3 separate regions of the Sus scrofa genome follow, and regions 2 and 3 are each linked to region 1. Evidence: chromatin contacts called from public HiChIP or PLAC-seq and promoter capture Hi-C data. All regions are on one chromosome and are shown on one strand. The core of a region is the stretch at or near the end of the contact, and the rest is flanking DNA. Distances in the headings are between cores, read along the strand shown.

Region 1 (4,152 bases), core at 860-3,359:
TCAGAGGCTAACGAATCCGACTAGGAACCATGAGGTTGTGGGTTTGATCCCTGGCCTTGCTCAGTGGGTTAAGGATCGGGTGTTGCCATGAGATGTGGTGTAGGTTGAAGATGTGGCTCGGGTCTGGCGTTACTGTGGCTCTGGCATCGGTGGGTGGCTACAGCTCCAATTTGACCCCTAGCCTGGGAACCTCCATATGCCTCGGGTGTGGCCCTAGAAAATGCAAAAAGACAAAAAAAATTATATATATATATATAATTCACATAGTGTAAAATTTACCTATACAAAGTGTTCATTTGGTTTTTAGTATACTCATAGCCAACACCATAATCAATTTTAGTTAGTTTTTGGCCATGCCTGTGGCACGCAAAGTTCTTGGGTCAGCTGTGGAGCCCAGGTCACAGCAGTGACCAGAGCCACAGTAGTGACAACACCAGATCCCTAATTCACCAGGCCATCACGGAAGTTCGCCACAATTAGGGCATTTTTGTTCCTGCCGAAAGAAACCCACCTCCCACCCCTAACCCTAGGCAACCACTCTGTCTCTATAGACTGGCCTATTCTGGACACTGTATATAAGTGGAAGCAAACAATATGTGACCTTTATCTGTGGCCTCTTTCTTTTCTTTTCTTTGGCCATGCCCAGGGCATGTGGAATTTCCTAGGCCGGGGATCTAACCCTTGGCACAGCAGCAACCTGAGCCACTGCAGGGACAAATCCAGGTCCTTAGCCTGCTGAATGCAAGGGAACTCCATGGCTTTTCTCATTTAGTATAATGTTTTAGAGATTCACCACATGCAGCATGTATTAGTACTTTACTCCTTTCTTTTTTTTTTTTTTTTTTTTTTTGTCTTTTTGTCTTTTGTTGTTGCTATTTCTTGGGCCGCTCCTGCGGCATATGGAGGTTCCCAGGCTAGGGGTTGAATCTGAGCTGTAGCCACCGGCCTACGCCAGAGCCACAGCAACGCGGGATCCGAGCCGCGTCTGCAACCTACACCACAGCTCACGGCAACGCCGGATCGTTAACCCACTGAGCAAGGGCAGGGACCGAACCCGCAACCTCATGGTTCCTAGTCGGATTCGTTAACCACTGCACCACGACGGGAACTCCCCTTTACTCCTTTCTATGGCCAAGTAAGATTCCATTGTATGACGTGCCATTCTATTTATCCCTACATTTGTTGATGGACATTTATTTATTTATTTTTGTCTTTTTAGGGCCGCACCCGTGGCACATGGAGGTTCCCAGGCTAGGGCCTACACCACAGCCACAGCTAGGCTAGATCTGAGCTGTGTCTGTGAACTATACCACAGCTCATGGCAACGGCGCATCCTTAACCCACTGAGCAAGGCCAGGGATCAAACTGGCAACAACTATTCTACTTCCTATGAATTTAACTACATTATAGATACCTCACATAAATAGAATATTACCCTTTTTTGTAACCGGCTTAGTTAGCACAATATTTTCAAGCTTCAAACGTGTTGTAGCACGTGTAGAATTTCCTTCCTTTTTAAGGCTGAATTAGTATTCCATTGTACAGATAGAAGACATTTTGTTTATCCCTTGAGTGTCACTGGGTTGCTTCCAGGGAAGGGTACAGCTCCCCATTTGCTTGAGAAAGCTCCTGCATTGTGGTCAGCTCCAGAGGAAGGCGCAGACAGAGGCGGTTCCCTCTCGGGAGGAGTACTGAGGAGTAGTTAGTGCGGAAGGGTGGGAACCCCATCTCCCAAGTGCCCGGGGAGGGAGACACTCCAGAAATCAAATGTCTTAGCCAACTGCCTTCCTTTGTGCGCAGAACGGGAGCCGGATCCCCCATGCAGGGATGTAGGAATTGGGAGGCCATCCCTCGGTCCTCCCTCCACCCTTGGTGGACGGGAAATGGGATGGTCACCAGAAGACGTCAGAAGCTACGGCCTGCCTGCGCCTCCGGACCCAGCAGCCTAGCCCGCCGCCAATGGAGCATGGGAATCGGAGCCCATGCGCAGGCGCACTCCAACAAGTGGCCGCTGCCTGAGGGCAGGACGGGCGGCGGCGGAGTCCGCCGCTATCCCATCAGCCCGTCCGCGCCTGTCCCGCTCTCTCCTTCCCGGGTCGTCCCGCCTCCTCTATCCCAGCCTGCTCTGCGGCGCGGGGGCAAGATGGCTGCTGAGAAACAGGTTCCTGGAGGCGGAGGCGGCAGCAGCGGCGGCGGCGGTGGTGGCAGTAGCGGTGGTGGACGCGGTGCCGGAGGAGAGGAAAATAAGGAAAATGAACGGCCTTCAGCCGGGTCGAAGGCAAACAAAGAATTCGGGGATAGCCTGAGTTTGGAGAGTATCCTACAGTAATTGGGCCTAACTCGTAATGACTACGTGTCGTTCTGGCGGGTCGGGGGCGGGAGATGCGGCGGGTCCCGGCGCACCCTGGGCAGGAGAGGCCGAGGGCTGTAGTTACTCTCGCCCCTATTTTTTTGACACCTAGGGTTCTAGGGTCTGTGTTTCGACTGGCTTTTTCTCGCATCTCCTTTGCCTTCTAGTCTGGGGAATTTCCTCTTCTTTCAGGTGGCACTGGAATCTTGAGCAGTTTTCTGCAGTTTTCCTGCAGTTGTCCAGGTGGAGGACTGGTGACAGGGCTGACACTGTGGCCACCCTGGTGAACTACTGGCTTGGCACCTTGGGTCACTGCGCTGGGCAGAGGAAACTGCAGTCTTGGCCTTTTTGTCTTAATGCTTCTGTCTGACAACCGTCGGAGAGTGGATAATGAAAGTTACAGTTTGATGCTCTGGAAGTGGAAGCAAAGGCTGACTGTTCTGAGGAAAAGCGTATTGCCCATTTTGAATATAAATCATCGTAGATTTCTAGCAGTACTTGGATAGCTTTCTTGATAGGTCTGTAGGCGTTTTATCTTGGTGAGAGTCATTGAGATGAGCTGGAGGAATTGGTTTCTGGTTTTATCAGAGTGTGTCACAATTAAGTGCTTATGCGTCTGATTTGTGGCTTTTTGAAGTGGATAAATGGTTAAGAAATTGTAGGTGAATTTCTGAAATTACACATATGGCTTGACATCTTTTGGGGAATTGGAGTTTTGCTTTTTGAACTGGTAGTATATACTTCAGTTAGAATGCCTTGATTTTGCTGCAAACCTTCTATCTCCTTGTCACATCAGTGACTGAAAATAGTCCTTTTATTGTTCAGTACTTGAAAATACACCTATAGAGAAGCATCGAGGAGACTTTGAAATGAAACTAAAATTGTAGGCAAAGGTCATTGGATTTCCTAAGTTTGGGACATAAAGTAATTTCAGATTTTTTAAAAGGAAAGTTTGGTCAGGGCTTTTTCTTTTAAAAGGAAAATCTAGTATTCAATGCATACCGTGGCCTCCTTTGGTTGGCCTGTGCTCAGCATGGCCACAGGCAGTGTCGCAGCTGCTAAGGAAAGTCAGATTTGGCAGGTGTGGGACATTATGCAAATAGAGGTATAGTCCGTGTCATTTATAACCTGAATCAGCTTGAATGAGTAAAATCCTGGGTCCAGGTGTAAAACATTGGGAACCACCCCGATGCAGTCAGTATTTAGAATCCAGCAACTATTAAGTTGTTGGGTTTCATTAATCCTCAGTGGCCAATAATGCACCCCCCCCTTTTTTAGTTTGAAGTAGTAGCAGTTCAAGCAATCAGCTTTTCTCCTTGCTTAGCCTTGTCGTATGACAGAATAGCTGTTGGTGTAAACCAGCTAAAATGGAAAAAATAAAAATCATTAAAGGAGTTCCCATCGTGGCTCAGTGGTTAACAAACCCGACTGGTATCCATGAGGACGTGGGTTTGATCCCCAGCCTCACTCAGTGGGTTAAGGATCTGGTGTTGCCGTGAGCTGTGGTGTAGGTCGCAGATGTAGCTGGGATCCCGCATTGTTGTGGCTGTGGCGTAGGCCGGGAGCTACACCTCCGATTCAACCCCTACCCTGGGAACCTTCATATGCCATGGGTTCGTCCCTAAAAAGACCAAAAAAATAAAGAAAATTAGCTGTTGAAAATGGTTCTTAGAGATTTCACAAGTGAAGGTACTAAGGGTTTCAGAAATGTTTCATGTGCTGTGATTTGATACAGATGTGAGCTCCCGGCACTAACAGACTAATGTGATTTATTTGGATTCTTGCCATTGTGAGCTTTTCCT
Region 2 (4,268 bases), core at 1,196-3,695, 150 kb after region 1:
CAGGAGACGTGTCCCTACCTCCCTCCCTTCCCTGCCCGAGGCTCCGGTTTCCACCGCTTTGCCTTCCTGCTCTTCAAGCAGGATAAGCGAATCGACTTCTCTGGGGACACCCGGCCCTCACCCTGGTAATCTGCACCCCCACACCCCCAGTCTCCCTCCGGGCCTCGGGCCAGCTTCGCAGCAGCAGTGGGTCTTGCTCATTTCTCCTCTCTGCTAACTTGGGCCTGGAGGCGGGCAGTAGGCTGGTTGTGCTGGGCAGACCCTGGGGGGCTTCTGGCATCGCCTTTGGGCCAGAAGCAGGGGCGGGCTCTGCTGCCCCCTTCCCCTCTCTCATGCTTCCCACTTCCTCTAGCTACCAGCTTGCCCAGCGGACCTTCCACACTTTCGATTTCTACAAGAAGCACCAAGATGCCATGACTCCGGCTGGCCTGGCCTTCTTCCAATGCCGCTGGGATGACTCTGTCACCCGCGTCTTCCACCAGCTCCTGGGTAAGGGCGGGCTGAGTCGGGGAGGGGGGCTCTGAGCTCACAGACCTCTGACGGGCCAGAAGCGCCTGTCAGGAGAAGGCCACCAGCAGCCAGGCCACTCCTGGGGTGGGCTGGCTGGGTATCCCCACCTGGGCAGTCCCACCTAGGGGACAAAAGAGAGACTCCGGCCAGCAGCAGTCCACACACATGCCCTTCCACTCTTCTTGCAGACATGCGAGAGCCCGTCTTTGAGTTTGTGCGGCCGCCCCCTTATCACCCTAAGCAGAAGCGCTTCCCCCACCGGCAGCCCCTGCGCTACCTGGACCGGTACAGAGACAGTCACGAACCCACCTATGGCATCTACTGACAGGCCAGAGTGCCACCCACCTCAGAGAGTAGACTGGGCCTCTTGGGCCACCCTGTCAGGCTCTGCAGGCAGGAGCAATAGAGAAACGAGATACGGGCGCCACGGGGCCAGGCATTGGGGTTCCCAGCCCTGCCAGAGGCAGGCCCAGAACTTGGAGTGAAGAAGGCTGGGCGGGCTTGGTAGGGAGGTGTCCTGGAGGCTATGAATAAAGATTTTTGCTGTAGCAGGTCTGGGTCTGTATTTGTGGAGCTGTCAGAGCGCCCCCTGGTGGAATTCTTGCTTTATGGACCAGAAGGGGGGCTGCCTCCCACCCGCAGAGGTGACCCTTCAACTCTGCTTCCTGAGGGTGTCAGAGGCCCTGTGATCCAGGGGCTGAAGATGGGTATGGAGGAGAAGCAGGCAGTGGGCCCAGGCTTCTGGCCTCCAGGTGTTTTGAATAAGAAGCCTTGTCAGGTGGGGCAAAGGCAAGTGTGAGAGCTCTCTGGGCACACCCCCTGCTCGAGGCCCAAAGAGCCCCTGTGACCTTGCTGGCTGGCTAGAGGAATTTTCTCTCTAAAGGGCAAGACTGCCTAGTAGCTAGTCAAGAGGATCAGCGCACCTTTTCCAGAAAGAAAAACTTCACATATTATGACACAGGGGTCATAATATGATACTTGCTGCATGGCAGTGAGAGGAGTCCTGCCTCAAAATCAGGCCAGCTTGGCGCTCCCGTTTGATCCCTAACCTCGCTCGGTGGATTAAGGATCCAGTGTTGCCGTGAGCGGTGGTGTGGTTTGCTGATGTAGCTTGGATCCTGTGTTGCTGTGGCTGCAGTGTAGGCCAGCAGCTGCAGCTCTGATTCAACCCCTAGTCTGGGAGTTTGCATATGCTGCTGGTGCAGCTCTAAAAAGCAAAAACAAACGAACAAAAAAGTTCAAAAAAAAAAATCAGGCCAGCTCCGTTAGAAAGAAGGGAGAGTTAATCTCCCTCCAACTCGCCTTGGCCCAACACACGCTGCACCCCCAGGCCAGTGACTGACGCCTCCTGCTCAGCTGCAGGAGAACCGCCTCTGAAGAATCAGGTTCCAGGACAGCTTGGACCTGCAAACAAGGAACCCCCCAGCAGAGGGCTGACTCCTAGCAAGGTTTCCAAGTACAGTTGAAAAGGATTGCTTTGCATTTCCATTAAAGGGGCTAGGAGGAAACCACTGTTTTCTGCTGTCTCTTGGTAACCAGAAGAATTCCACCTCACTGTTTAAAAGAACCAAAATTAGGCATAACCTAGGGAAAGACGACATCCCAATCTGGCAAGTATCTGAAACTCAGCTCAAAGAAAAAGCACAGCCGAGCCCTAGGGTCAGGAGAGGGCATTAAGCGAGCACTCGTTGTTTGCCCCTAAAGCTCCTATTGCCGAGCACTCCCACGTGCTGGCCTGTCCCACGTAATCGCCAGAACACCTGGGAGATAGGTAACCTGCTGTATTATTTGTATTAGATTTTCAGCTGAGGCGCTCAGAAGAGGTTCCGTGGTGATCCTCAGCCACAAGGAGGCCCAGAGGCAGGACAGGTTTCCCAAGGCTCCAGTCGCCAGAGCCTGGGGCCGGATTCCCTGCACAGGAACTGTTGGACGAGGGTCTAGGGAAGCAGGATGGAGGTCCTAGGGTGGAGCTGGGGAGAGCTGGACCCCCACCTCCCAGCCTGGGGTGGCAGGCGGCAGGAAAGGGCGACTCGGCGCCCATAGGGGTCGAGCGCCAGAACGGGGGGCCGGCGCTGGCCGGCGCGGAAGTGCTGTCACCTTCCTCTCCCCGGCGCGACCGAGCCCCGCCCGCCCGCCGCTGCCGCCCGCCGTCCCTTTAAGAGGCCCGGCGCTGGGCCCGCGCGCCGCCGCCATGGCCGCGCAGCGGCTGGAGGACAGGCTGACCTGCGCCATCTGCCTGGGGCTCTACCAGGTACCCGTGACGCTGCTCTGCGGCCACAACTTCTGCAGGGGCTGCATCCAGGACTGGTGGGGCCGCCACGAGAAAGCGTGCCCCGAGTGCCGGGAGCCCTTTCCCGCCGGCGCCGAGCCGCGCCGCAACGTGGCTCTCAGCGGCGTGGTGGAGGAGCTGCGCGCCCGGCCCGCGCCCGGTCCCGGCCCCGGCCCCGACCCCGGCCCCGGCCCCGACTCCGACTCCGGCGCGCGCTGCCCCCGGCACGGGCGGCCGCTCGAGCTCTTCTGCCGCACCGAGGGCCTCTGCGTGTGCAGCGCGTGCACCGTGCGCGAGTGTCGCCTCCACGAGCGAGTGCTGCTGGACGCCGAGCGCCGGGAGCGCGAGGTGACGCGCCGGGGACCCCGCCCTGCTCTCTGCGCCCGGCCGGGGCGAGGGGGGGTGGGGTGCAGGGACAGCGTCTTATTCCCAGGCGAAAGGAGGCGGGAGTCAGAAAACAGACGCTTGGGATAGAGATTTCCGATCTGGTGACAAGTCCAGGTGAGGTTACAGGAGTGGCTGGGACGGAGGGGGTGGACGTGAGGAAGTCAAGGCGTCCAGAGCCGGAGTTTTGGAGGATCATCCCCTGGCCGCCGAGGGGGCAGGGAGTCAGGACAAGTGGTCGTTCGTGGGGCTGAAGACCGTGCCCTGCAGTCGCATGAAGGTTTGCAGCCGAGGCCAGCAGGTGGAGGAACAGCCACTACCCCCGAGGCAGGTGCCCTGCAGGAGCTAGAATTGGGCCAGAGGGAGAAGCGATTTTGAGGGGGTGAGAGGACTGATGCCCGCCCTTTGGGGAGGGGCAGGGTGAACCAGAAAGTCACCCTTTGGCTTCCTACTCTTAGCATGTTTTCTGGTGCTGGAGGTAGGGGGGCCTGGGCAGAGGCACAAGAATGGAATTTAGGAAGATCAGATCTGGTGACTTTGGCCAAATTATAAAATTCTCTAACCCATTCCTCATCCGTGAAGCGTGGATACTCTCAGTTCTTCAAAGTGGTGCTGGGATGAGAAAAAGCAAGACAGTTTCTTGACCAGATGCAGGGAACATAGTTCTCGCGAGTGGTCAGCCCTGCACTCCTGAGACTGCAGTGTTTGGATCCTCAGGGGACCAGACAGGCCACAATGAAATAGGGTGCCCTCTTCCTCCTCCCTTGTACATGCACCGCACTGCCACCTGCCAGACAGCTTTGGTGCTTTGGGTCTCCACCCCTTCCCTGCATTTATTTTCGGGGGGGGGGTGCGCTCCACCGGCGCCCCACTTGCTCTGGGTGGGGGAGGGGCTTTGTCCAGGCCTCCCTGGGACTCTGACTGAGGCGGATGCTCTGTGTGCTGGCCCCACCTGGGAGGGGGCGAGGGGGGGGGGATGTCCAGCCTCTGCAGGCGTTTGTTGACTGGCTGAGAAGGGACTTCACAATCCTGACCCCCTCTTGTCACTCACCCCCCACCCTGCCCCCCATGGGCACCACAGGCCCAGCTGAGAGCTACACTGGAG
Region 3 (4,498 bases), core at 24-2,523, 200 kb after region 1:
AAAATTAGGCAGGTGGATCCCACCGTGGGACACTATCTGTCAGGAAATCAGCTGTCTGCTTAAAATCCAACTCTGATCACTTAAGATTAAAGATGCACCAGCACTGCCAGGTGGGACACCCCCCTCCCACATTTCCCACAAAGATTCACCTCAGAGGTGGGGGAGTTTACACAACCACAGGGGCTCCCCCCCCGCCCCCCCCGAGGGGGTAGTAGTGCTGGGTCACGATGATCAGCCCTATTTTGTAAGCTCCCCGTCTTGCATTGTGCCCAGATCCATTCAGTTACTTGAATTCTGGTTTAAATCTTCTGGCCTGGAAAATGCTGGGGAGCCCAATTGCAAAGCCTGAACATTCTAGAGGGAGCAGCGCCACGCGAGGCCAGCTGTGGTGGAGGCGGCGGTGAGGTGTGGCCGCTGGACCCAGGTTCCTCTCCCAGCGCGGTGAGTCTCACCGCCCACCTCGGAGGGTGTGGCTTTGATTTCCTGGAAGAGAAGGCAGTTTTTCCGGATTCCCTTCTGCCAGTCAGCCAGCCCATCACATCCTGGAACAAAGACTGGGTCCTGCACTCATCTATATATCTCAGCGGTTACTTAAGTGGGTTGGGCTGCGGGGGAAGGAGGGACAAAGTCATGTAGAAAGCGTTCCCTAAACGTTTGTGGGGAGTCCCATCATGCCTCAGTGGTTGACAAGCCGAACTAGTGTCCATGAAGAGGCAGGTTCGATCCCCTGCCTCGCTCAGTGGTGGGGCTCTGTTGTTGCTGTGAGCTGTGGCGTAGGCCATCAGCTACAGCTCCACTTGGACCCCTAGCCTGGGAACCTCCATATGCCGCAGGTGCGGCCCTAAAAAATAAAAATAAGAAAATAAACATTCGTGGGCTGAAAGAAGGTGCCCCAGTAAACGGTCACCGCTGCACACAGCAGCCTTCACGTCCAGGGCCTTTATGACTAACTCCTCTGTGACTCGCGCAACTGTTTATTTCAGTCCTTTGGTCGACTGGGTGGAAGAGGGTGGGAAGTGCGCAAGCTGATGAGTTATGCAATTAGTGGAGTCAATCCACGCCTAGAGTCTGTGAGACTACAAGTTCCAGCATGCGTCCGTCCACTAGCCTAGGGAGAGGTCGAGGTGGGCGAGCAGTGCTTCTGGGAATTGTAGTCTCGAACTTGTTTGTGATGCAGGCGAAACTAGCGGGGAGGGGAGCGGGAGTAAACTATTAGCACGTGATGGCCGGATCAGGTGGTAGGGCCAACCTCCGCGCAAGAGCTGTGATTGGCTGACTCTAATACGAACGACGCCACTAGGGGCGGGGCCAAAGAAGGGCGCAAGCGCACTGCGTTTCGAGTCGAGTCTCGGGACCCTTTTCCGAGAGACCATGGCGCTCAACAAGAATCACTCGGAGGGCGGCGGAGTGATCGTCAACAACACCGAGAGGTGAAAACACTGCGCAAGGACCCTGGAGAACCGCAGGGCGGTTGTGGAGGGTGTAGGCGCTGGGCGGTCGACGGTGGGAAGTAAACCCGTGAAGACGGGACCTGACGGGGGGATGGGGGGTAACGGCTGGGGGCGGGGTGGAGGAAGGTGGGTGGGTCGTGAGGGAGCCGCCGGGGGTGTAGCGATCAGCTGTGGGTGAGGGTGGGGCGGCTGGACGGGGACCGGGTACGGAGAGACACATGGGGCCTGCGGGTAGTTCTTGAGCCCTTTTCCCAGAGTAGGTGACTTTAGAAATGGGGAGAGCCTTTGGCAAAAAATAATTACCATTTCGTGGGTATTTACTATGCTACTATGAGTCAGAGATGGCGCCTCTTTTACCTGCTTAAGTACATGAGCCCTGTTCGGCAGATGCTATTACTCTACGCATTTACATGCCGAGATAGTGAGGCACGGAGAGGTTAAGTAACTTGCCTGAAATCACAGAGCTGAAAGTACCAGGAGAGGAGTCTGATTCCAGAGTCAGTAGGCTTAACTGTCAGTATGTAGCCTTCCGGTATATTCCGGAACTGCTCAGTTTCCAGATAGGAAACCGAGGCCCAGAAGTGAAATTACGTAATTAATATTTGTCATATGTCGAAAACATTTTCTGTAAAGCTCTGTCTTTGCAGACAGACAGACAGGTTACTGATTTCCTGTTGGCTTGGATCACTCCCAGAGAGAGGTCTTCCACATCAAGGTTCTTCCTATCCATCCGCAGTCAGTTTTCTCTCTCCTTGGACGGCATTGAGAATGAGACCAGCCAGCTCTGGTTGAGCTAGGCTGACCCTAAAGCGCCTCTTGAAGGAGCAGAGGAATCTGAGCCCCCAGACGAGGTTTGGTGGGACCAGAGCCTATAGCTGGCTAAGGCAGTACCCAACCCAGAGCTGTCGCCTTGGAAAGCTTGATGAGTCAGAGGAGGTTCCTAGGGAGCCCCAGACCTCAGAATACTGACTTTTCCTCCATCTCACCTGCCCAGGGTCTGCCAGGTCCGACTCTTCCTGGCAATGACCTCTTTTCTCTGAGCTCTGCTGCTCTTTTCTGGTTCCAGTCCTTTTCCCCACTCACCTCTCCCCTGTGAAGGAAGCTGTGTCATCTGGGAGGGGAACGAAGACACACGGAGCCGTATGAACTTGAACCTCATTGTCTTGAAATCAGAGAAACCGCACATTGCTCCTGGTGTGTAGCCTCTCTGTGTGTGAGCCAGTCCCAGGCCTGGACAAACCCTTTTCATGCTCCTTGGGAACCTATCCCGGGACTGTTTCTTTCCCTCTCAGTGACACTTTTCTGGGACAATGTATTTATCCCGCTGGGCCTCCTCCCTGGCATAGGACTCAGTGCTGCTAAATAATGGTGTGCCTTGTTTTAGAGGATGCTTCATTTCCCAGAAAAAAGAAAAAGGAATTGTGGAAACAGTAATTGAACTATACATGCAGCATTTAAAATTTGATGTGTAGGAGTTCCTGTCGTGCTCAGTGGTTAACGAATCCGACTAGGAACCATGAGGTTGTGGGCTCAATTCCTGGCCTTGCTTAGTGGGTTGGGGATCCTGCGTTGCTGTGGCTCTGGCGTAGGCCAGTGGCTACAGCTCCGATTAGACCCCTAGCCTGGGAACCTCCATATGCCGTGGGAGCTGCCCTAGAAAGGCAAAAAGACAAAAAAATAAATAAATAAATAAATAAAATTTGATGTGTAAAAGGGTAAACCATACTCTTCAAGTCATGAACCCCTTTGAGAGTGGCAAAAATTACAGAGTCCCCCCCAAAAATGCAGGTACACCGTCATCTCCAGGGCTTATGGACTGACAGCCCTGCAGACCCAGCTTATGAACCCCAGGGTTTTTTGGGTTTTTTTTGTCTTTTCAGGGCCGCATCTTTGGCGTATGGAGGTTCCCAGGCTAGGGGTCAAATCGGAGCTATAGCTGCCGGCCTACGCCAGAGCCATAGCAACACAGGATCCGAGCCGTGTCTGCGACCTACACCACAGCTCATGGCAACACCGGATCCTAACCCACTGAGCAAGGCCAGGGCTTGAACCTACGTCCCTATGGATACTAGTTGGGTTCGTTACCGCTGAGCCACAGTGGGAACTCCATGCACCCTAGGCTTAAAGGAACCCTGACGCGCGCCCTTTGCTAATGGCCAGAGTCATGTCTTCAAATGTTTCTGTGGCAGGCTTAGAAAACACACCCAAACCGGAACGCCTATGCTAAGGACCTAGAAGAAAAGCAAAGTGCTAACCCAGATAATCTGACCTGACTTGAGGATTACGGCGTCTCCGGATCCCTGCCACTCTTGTCTGCTCTGGCACTTAGAGGCTGTGTGCGTGGGGTTTGGGAGAGTCTGTAGAGCCCCAGCTCGCTCCTCTCTTCCACGCTGCGATTGTCGTTTCCTCGCAGCGGCTGAAACAGACAACGTGCTGGCAACTCCTGGTCGGCACCTGCTCACCGGGAGGGTCCAGGCCCTGGGGGTGACGGAGCGGGACTCCAGCCTTTCTCATCGGGGCCTTTCCGCTTCTCTCCTCAGCATTCTCACGTCCTGTGACCATGTAGAGCTGACCTTCAGTGACATGAGGAATGTGCCCGAGGCCTTCAAAGGCACCAAGAAAGGCACCGTCTACCTTACCCCGTACCGGGTAAGTTGCACAGCGAGGTGGTTGGTTTGGCGGCTCGTGGCCCCTGGAGGCCACTGTGAGGTCAGCCTCAGCCTTGGGAGTCTCGTGGCCTCTGAACCGTGGTGACTGTTCGTGGGTGTCTGTCACATATGCCCGGCTCTGGAACCCCCAGGCTCTTTGCGCAGCTGAGCTGACCCCTGGCCAGTGAATCTGGGCAAATTCCAGAGCTGTTGCTGCAGAGTATCTGTAGCTGGAGGCAGCTGCTGGGCTGACCTGGGCCTGGGGGGAGAGGCTGTTTTTTTCGGGTCTTGCAGGAGTAGCCGTGAGGCCTTCGTGCACATCCGAGTGATAAGCACGGTAAATAGGATACAGGAGCAGGGCCACAGCCTCCGGACTGGGCAGAGAGCCCGGCAGAGCCC

What was found. Promoter capture Hi-C pulls out the DNA fragments that hold promoters and counts their contacts. HiChIP or PLAC-seq counts read pairs in DNA pulled down with a chosen protein or histone mark.
Region 2: a contact with region 1 is called in a promoter capture Hi-C map of fetal liver, with 2.4 times the contacts expected there. The contact joins the promoter of TRIM65 here to the promoter of SRP68 in region 1. A contact is called at or near these places in 4 of 5 promoter capture datasets (fetal liver, liver and skeletal muscle), 2 of 47 Hi-C or Micro-C datasets (liver and retroperitoneal adipose tissue) and 1 of 2 datasets of contacts at active chromatin or transcription factors (alveolar macrophages).
Region 3: an H3K27ac HiChIP or PLAC-seq map of alveolar macrophages shows a contact between it and region 1. The contact joins the promoter of WBP2 here to the promoter of SRP68 in region 1. A contact is called at or near these places in 1 of 5 promoter capture datasets (fetal skeletal muscle) and 1 of 2 datasets of contacts at active chromatin or transcription factors (alveolar macrophages).

What each region holds. Positions count from the first base shown.
Region 1 is chr12:5,366,245-5,370,396 of Sscrofa11.1, forward strand. It overlaps SRP68 (signal recognition particle subunit SRP68), which reads left to right and starts at 2,110. Exons shown (of 16, transcript XM_005653867.3): 1 at 2,110-2,315. The coding sequence starts at 2,144.
Region 2 is chr12:5,520,611-5,524,878 of Sscrofa11.1, forward strand. It overlaps TRIM65 (tripartite motif-containing protein 65), which reads left to right and starts at 2,446. Exons shown (of 6, transcript XM_003131202.4): 1 at 2,446-3,127; 2 at 4,245-4,268. The coding sequence starts at 2,702. MRPL38 (39S ribosomal protein L38, mitochondrial) reads left to right here. Exons shown (of 9, transcript XM_003131188.4): 7 at 1-125; 8 at 353-489; 9 at 699-1,061. The coding sequence ends at 835.
Region 3 is chr12:5,563,839-5,568,336 of Sscrofa11.1, forward strand. It overlaps WBP2 (WW domain-binding protein 2), which reads left to right and starts at 1,274. Exons shown (of 9, transcript XM_003131191.5): 1 at 1,274-1,430; 2 at 3,992-4,100. The coding sequence starts at 1,372.